2 separate regions of the Mus musculus genome follow, and region 1 is linked to region 2. A link is a contact called in public HiChIP or PLAC-seq data. All regions are on one chromosome and are shown on one strand. The core of a region is the stretch at or near the end of the contact, and the rest is flanking DNA. Distances in the headings are between cores, read along the strand shown.

Evidence for each region. HiChIP or PLAC-seq counts read pairs in DNA pulled down with a chosen protein or histone mark.
Region 1: a contact with region 2 is called in an H3K4me3 HiChIP or PLAC-seq map of the 230-238 cell line, with 18 read pairs. The contact joins the enhancer-like site here to the promoter of Gpd1l in region 2. A contact is called at or near these places in 10 of 39 promoter capture datasets (HPC-7-derived erythroid cells, cranial neural crest, embryonic stem cells and 5 more), 1 of 15 datasets of contacts at CTCF or cohesin (large pre-B cells), 13 of 484 Hi-C or Micro-C datasets (CD4 T cells, the G1E-ER4 cell line, Th1 cells and 6 more), 19 of 115 datasets of contacts at active chromatin or transcription factors (the 230-238 cell line, bone marrow-derived dendritic cells, bone marrow-derived macrophages and 10 more) and 4 of 9 other capture datasets (adipose tissue, embryonic stem cells, liver and 1 more).

What each region holds. Positions count from the first base shown.
Region 1 is chr9:114,751,679-114,755,341 of GRCm38.p6, forward strand. No RefSeq gene overlaps it. Among named protein-coding and RNA genes, the nearest start is that of Gm9888, 14 kb to the right of the region's middle. Within about 2 kb of position 1,308, at least 226 of the 459 cell types and tissues checked have an H3K27ac peak or open chromatin away from gene starts, as enhancers often do. A contact at or near this core is called in the 230-238 cell line, the G1E-ER4 cell line, Th1 cells and 11 more, where this site is marked.
Region 2 is chr9:114,932,063-114,935,534 of GRCm38.p6, forward strand. It overlaps Gpd1l (glycerol-3-phosphate dehydrogenase 1-like), which reads right to left and starts at 1,925. Exons shown (of 8, transcript NM_175380.5): 1 at 1,609-1,925. The coding sequence starts at 1,655.

The DNA.
Region 1 (3,663 bases), core at 58-2,557, 180 kb before region 2:
CTCAATGGTTAGGAGCATTGTCTACTCTTCCAGAGGTCCTGAGTTCAATTCCCAGCAACCACACAAGGTGGCTCACAATCATCTATAATGGGATCTGATGCCCTCTTCTGGCATGCAGGTGTACATGCAGATAGAGCACTCGTGTATAAAATAAAATGTTTATACAGTCCTCAACATTTTGTATTTGTATTTTTTGTTGTTCTTCCTCCCGCCTCTCTCAGCAGGGAACTTCTGATCTTTCTGCTTCCACCTCCCAGTGTTGGAATAACAGACATGTTATATAACCTACGTGGTGGCTCACAACTATCTGTCACTTCAGCTCTAGGGGAGTTGACACCCTAACCTGGCCTCTGTAGGTACCATGTGTGCATGTTTGCACACATGCATGCAAGCAAAACACTCAAACACATAAAATAAAAATAATAAATGTTTTAAAAATAAGGAGATGCCCAACACAGTGGTGTACACTTATAATCCCAGACTGAGAGGCTGAGACAGGAGGATCATTATGAGTTCCAGGGCAGCCTGGGGTACATAGGTACAGAGTAAGACCCTATTTTTTTTCTTTTTTGAGACAGAGTTTGACCCTATATTCCTGGCTGTCCTGGAACTCACTTTGTAGACCAAGCTGGCCTTGCACTCACAGAGATCCACCTTCCTCTGTCTCCCGACTCCCGAGTGTTGGGATTAAAGGACTGTGCCTTTATCTCCACTGAGACCCTATCTTTAAAATAAATTAAGGATGTGGGAGAGAAGGTGTGGCTTGAGGCCAGTAGGGTGACAGGCAAATAAAGCCACCAAGGCTACACGGGGATGTCCCCTGCTGACATATGAACTCATGTGCTCTAGAGTAGAACTAACATAAGAAAAGCAACTGTGTGGTGATCGGTGGTTCCGGAAGTGATGGTGGAAAGAGAAAGATGGGCGCAAGAGACGATAAGCATCATGTGATGGCTAATCTTGGTTGTCAACTCGGCCACATCTGCAATCTACGAGAACCAAAGTATCTGGGCAAGCCTGTGTCCCCTGCAAGCCACTCTAATAAATCCTGTGTGTGTGCGCGTGCTTGAGAGAGAGCTATCTCTCTCGAGAAATTAAGGGGAAAGCTAATCTGAAGGTAGGAAGGGGACGGCCAGGCGTGGGCCAGTGGTTATTGTGTGCCCTGAATGGAAGACTATGACTAATCTGTGCGTCCACAGAAGTGTGCACATCTCTGCTCTACGTCAGAACCTCAGCCTCTGCTCTGGCCGGGCAGGAGTGGCAGTGCGTTCCTCTGGTCGCCAGGGGGCGCGCGCTGCACGAGTGGGCGCAAGTCGGTGGCCTCCACCTAAGGGTGGAGTTTCTGCAACTAGGAAGTAGAGCGCGGTTGGGAGGAGAGGCTGCTGCAGGCATGCACAACTGCGGCAGGGGAGGGAGGCTTCCGCCTGGCGAGGCCGCAGAGGAAACAGCTGGCAGCCCTGCGGGCCTCAGCAGGACTTCCCCGCTTTACCGCCAGGACACGCGCGGGGTCACTTGCCAGTGGGCGAGCCGGCCGGGTGTGCCCCCAGACAGGGCTTGTTTGGTTTCAGCTTCGTTTCTAGGTTTCGTTGGCAACGTTTCCAGATTGGGAGATGCTTAGCTAGAAGGCCCAGATTTCCAATTTTCTGGGTCACTGGGGCAGCTGGCATCAGTGAGCAGCTGGCAGCCCTGGGCCAGCTGCCACCTCCGAAGCGAAGCGCCCAGAAGGCAGGATCTGCCGCAGTTTAGAGAACCCTGACTGATCCGGACAGCGATCATCCTCAGGTGGTAGCCAATCGGTTGTGTGTGTGTGTGTGTGTGTGTGTGTGTGTGTGCGCGCGCATGAGGATATTTTTTATTTTTGCAGTTTTTCTAGATACATAAGAAGACAGTAAAATCTTAGGAACCTACTGACTGTCCTCACCTTCCCAGGAGGTAGTGAGTATTTTCTGAGGGGAAGCCTCTTGGAGCTGGTCACCCAGGCCATTGTAAGGTTAGAAGCATCTTTCATACCGGTTTCTTACAAACTTTTAAAAAAATGTTCAACTATTATTAATATATATATATACACATATATATACATATGTGTATATGTATATATGTATATATATATATATATAGTCTCTCTGTGTTAGTTCTGGAACTCACTTTTTTGGGATCGTGGTGGCTTAAATTTTTGGGTTTTTTGCTTGTTTGTTTTGTTTAATCCCAGCACTTGGGAGGCAGAGGCAAGTGGATCACAGAATTTAAGGCTAGCCTGGTCTACAGAGCTAGTTTCAAAACAGCCAAGGCTACAGAGAAACCCTGTTTCAAAAAGACCAAAACCAAAACAACAAAAGATACCTTAAAATGATTTTTACATTTTTACTTTTTTATTTATTTTATTTTTTTTGAGACAAGGTCTCCCTACGTGTAGCTATGCTAGCTTCAGACTTAGCATCTTCCTGCCTCAGCCTCCAGAATGCAGGAGTTACACAACACTTACCTTTTTGTTTTTAGTAAAGGTTGGTCTATCCTGGCCTGCCCTTGGTTGAATTCCGATCCTCCTGTCTCCACTTCTGCCTTGTTATTATGAACGGACCACCACAGGCTTCTTCACTGAGGGCATGTTTTGCATGCTGGATGAGCACTCTATTAAGTGAATTAAATTTATTTTTTAATAGCAAAAAAAAAAAAATCTTTTCAGGCTGGAGAGATGGTGTAGCAGTTAAGAGCACTGACTGCTCTTCCAGAGGTCTTGAGTTCAATTCCCAGCAACCACAAAGTAGCTCACAACCATCTGCAATATAGATCTGATGCCCTCTTCTGGTGTGTCTGAAGACAGCTACAGCATACTCATATACATAAAATAAATAAATAAATCTTTAAAAAAAAGGGAAAAATCTCTTCAATTCAGTTCATTCTTGAAAGTCTATTCTATAGAACAGGGAATCGGCAAATATCCACAACTAATAACACAAATGACATTTACTTATTGTAAGGCTGGTTGATAAACACAGAGGGGTCTGTGGTTTATACTTATAATCCCAGCATCTGGAACAGGGAGGCAGGAAGATCAGGGGTTTAAGGGCATCCTTGGGTATGTATGGACTTCAAGGCCAGCCTGGGCTATAGAGACTCCATGTCTTACTAGAGAGAGAGAGAGAGAGCAAGAGCCTAGGCTCTTGTGCAGAGAGGTGGCTGCAGCCCTGTTCTCTCCTGTTCCTCTGCAGGCAAGGTTTCAACAGACAGGTCTCACTGTGGTACAGGGAGGCCACACGGAGTCAGCAGCCCTCACAGCCTGGACAGGGAGAGATGCCCACAGCGAGGGTTGCACCATTGCTATTTGCCACTGGTGGCTAGCTGGTCTGTGTGACTGTAAGGTGATAATATCACACTTCTCTCTCATTGAGACTTAATCATTTTACATGTGCGAGTGTTTTTCCTGCAGCCTGTAAATTCATGCAGTGTCTGCTGAGACCAGAGGAGGGCATTGGAGTCCCTGGAAGAAATGAGTTACAGTTGGTTGTGAGCCACCATGTGTGTACTGGCAATGGAGCCAAGTCTCCTGCAGGATCAGTAAACATGATCTGTCTCTCCTGGCTAACACATACTTCATACATGCACTTCCTGTGTATGGCCCTGTTAACACATACTTCATACATGCACTGCATGTCTGTAGTCCCA
Region 2 (3,472 bases), core at 675-3,174:
CATGACTTTAAATTTCTGATTCCTCTGTCTGCCCCGTCAAGGACTGGAATTCCAGGCAGGTGTTACTACAACTCTTGGCTTTTAAAACACATGGCAGAGCCAGGCACTGGTGGTACACGCCTTTAATCCCAGCACTTGGGAGGCAGAGGCAGGCAGATTTCTGAGTTCGAGGCCAGCCTGGTCTACAAAGTGAGTTCCAGGACAGCCAAGGCTAAGAGAAACCCTGCCTCAAAAAACCAAAACACATGGCAGTCTGGCTGGGAGTGGAGTTGCTTCCTAGAAGCAAGGCCCCAGGGTCTGATCTACAACAGCACCAGAGTATTAACTTAGCAACAGAGTAGTTTTACGTAATTTGAGTGTGGGTGATGTAAGGAGTCTCCTCCACGACAGAGCATTCATTATTACTCAAGAGGTTCGATCTCCATAACCAAAGGGGGGGGGGGGGAGTGGGCTGGGCAATGTGGCCCTTGCATCGTCTTTAATAGCAGCAATCAAATCTGAGAGTAGATCGCTTGGTCTACCCAGCAACTATCAGGCCAGAGCTAAAGTAAAACCTGCCTCAAAGAAAAAAAATTTTTTTATTTAGTATATGCCAGGCACCAGGTAAAGGACTGAGGCCAACGCAAGGGTAGAGGCCAGCAATAGGAGGCCGGGGAGAGGCCACCGGTCCAGCCAGCTAAGGTTTCCTCCAAAAGTCCTTTCAGAGCCAAGTTTTCAAAGACCAGTCAGGTGGCTCCGACGACTCCAGAACAGTACCGCTTCTAGCAGCCTGAACTGTGGTGTGCGTCAGACCACAGGAAAACAGAAGGGGACAGAAGCCACGAGAATGGCCTTCAACTGTTCCACCCCTGGGCCGCGGGAAAAGTCTGGAACGCACCATACTCTGCCTCCTTCTCACGGAGACCCCCAACTTCTCCTGCGTTAAGGGCCACCAAGGTATGCAAACTACTGGAGGAGCTTCAAAGCCCTCTAAGCACCAAGCACTTTACAAGTTAAGTCAGAAAATACAGCCCAGTGGTGACGCGAAGCTCTGCAAACACCTTTCCCTGGGACCCTCACGTCCCGGTTGGGGGCTTGTTTTCTCTTCTCGGATACCACGTTAACATGATTGGGAACCACTCGCCAGAGGAAATGAGAACTGTCTCTTGAAGCCAGCACTGTCCCAGGTAGCAAGGACCCTTCTCACGCTCTGTGCCTCCGTTTCCCCAATCCCAAAACTGCAGTAAGGACAACTGAGCCTCTGCAAATTCCTCCACGGGGGTGATCGGCAGGGGAGAATAGAGAACGCCCTTGGGTTGTTTTGCCAAGTACCCGGGCGTGGCGAGCAGGTGGCCCTAACCGCAGGGTTACCAGTGCGCAAACAGGTGCCCGCGGGCGCGGTGCGCGCTACCACCCGGGCCACCTTGGCCCCGCACCTCGCGCTCTGGTTCCTCGGCGTGGCCTCTGTCCGTGCAGTGTCCAACCGGGACAGGCGGTCGCAGGCCCGCCTCTCTGCCTACCCGCGATGCCCTGGTGTCCACGCTGAAGCAGCGGGAGAGCAACCCTGGCCGGCCCGGAACCGGGGCTTCCTGGAGGCGGAGACCGCGCCGCCCACCCGCCTCTGCTCACCAGTTCCCCGAGCCCACGATGCACACTTTCAGAGGCGCCGCTGCCATGGCCAAGCCGGATCGCTGCTGCACAGCCTTCCTCTCAGGGCCAAGCCGGATCGCTGCTGCAAGTCGGATCGCTGCTGCAAGTCGGATCGCTGCAACACACACTGTGCCTCCCAGGCCGGCTGCTCACCTCCACAGGAACGGCCTAGTATAGGCGCTCCGGGCGACCCCGCCCCGCCCTCCTGTCCGCCAATGGCCACCGCCACCCTGCCTAGGCGCCTAGGGCCACAGCTGACAGCCCGGAGGACCCGCCCCACCACTCCCAGGAACCACTGCGCACGCCTGGTCCGGGTGGGTGGCCGGGTCAGCCTCCGGTGTCGCCCCACCCCTGCCCTAGGAATGTTGGGATGTGTAGTCCACCTCCCTGCGGGCTCCCTTTCAGTTCCAGGCGGGCCACGTGCAGGCCAATGTTATTGCGCAGACTGGAGCTCTGAGCTCCTGCTGCTGAGTGTCACTATCCTGGACAGAGCAAGCCCGACCCAACTTATACAAGTGTCACCTAATCGCAATTTGCGCAGGGACAACTATCACTTAAGGGTGGAGCCTAGACAGCCTAAGTAGTTGACTATGAATTCACCCAGATTTGGAGCCTGCGCCTGCTTTAACAACGGCTGTCAAATTCGTATAAACGGGACAAGTCCAGGCACCCCTGAATTTCCTAGCGAGCCTGGAGCTTTAAGTCTTCTGCCATTGATCTGGGAGTATCTACTCTACAAGGGTGGCGTCGTAGTTCAGTTGGTAGAGAACTAGATTGAACACAGGAAGTTCAAACACTAGCGCCTGGTGGCTCTGGCCTGTAATCACAGCACGTGGGAGACGGAGGGAGAATCTGGAGTCCCAGGTTATCCTTGGCCAAATAAAAATGGGAGGCCACCTTGTCGCAAACAAGTACCCTTGCATTTCAGGATGGAAAACTTGTCTACACAGGATCAAAGCAGAAACTTGAACTGTCCCCCTCATACGGTTACCCAAAGGGCATGCCCCTTTTCTCTCCCTGCCAGAGCTTCACAAAAAAGCCATCCAAACTGCTGTACTGCAATTGGGCACGCCGCGGCCGCGAAAAACAGAGATGGTGGAATGTGTTGTAATCTCAGCTTCAGGGAGGTAGAGACAGGACGATCGGCAGTTCAATGTCATCCTTAACTAGACAGTGAGTTTGAGGCTAACCTGGGTCACGTGAGCCCCTATCACAAAGCAAAAGCAAGAATGGAGAGTGCTAGCTCACTTAGCAAGGAAAGGTGTAACCCTAATGGAAGTCAGATCTCCAGGGCCCACGGAGGAAGGAGAGAATCGCACAGCCTCACAATAGTAAACAAACTTATTTTAATTAATTCATTTGTTGAGACAGAGTCTCACAGTGTAGCCCTGGATGGTCTAAAACATGCTAAAGACCAGGGTGGCCTCAAACTCACAAGAGGTCTGTCTGCCTCTCCCTCCCAAATGCTGGGATTAAAGGCAACTATCTGGATTAAATTAAATTCATTAAATTAATGTCTGGTTTAAAATAAATTTAATTTAAAAATAGAATAGGTTTATTTCTTGCACTCTAGAGGCAGAGGCAAATTAGTCTCTTTGAGTCAAGGCCAGCCTGGTCTACATAGCAAGTTCCAGGTCAGCCAAGGCCAAACAGTGGGATCATTTTAAAACACCAAGTCAAACTGTGTGTGGTGATAAATGCCTTTAATACCCAAATGGGCAGGTCTGTATGAATTGGAGGCCATCCTGATCTGTATAGTCTGGTTACACAGCGAGGCTCTGCTGCATAATGAGTTCCAGGCCTGCCTGGGGCGGGGGAGGGGAGCACAGGAGACCCCATCCCC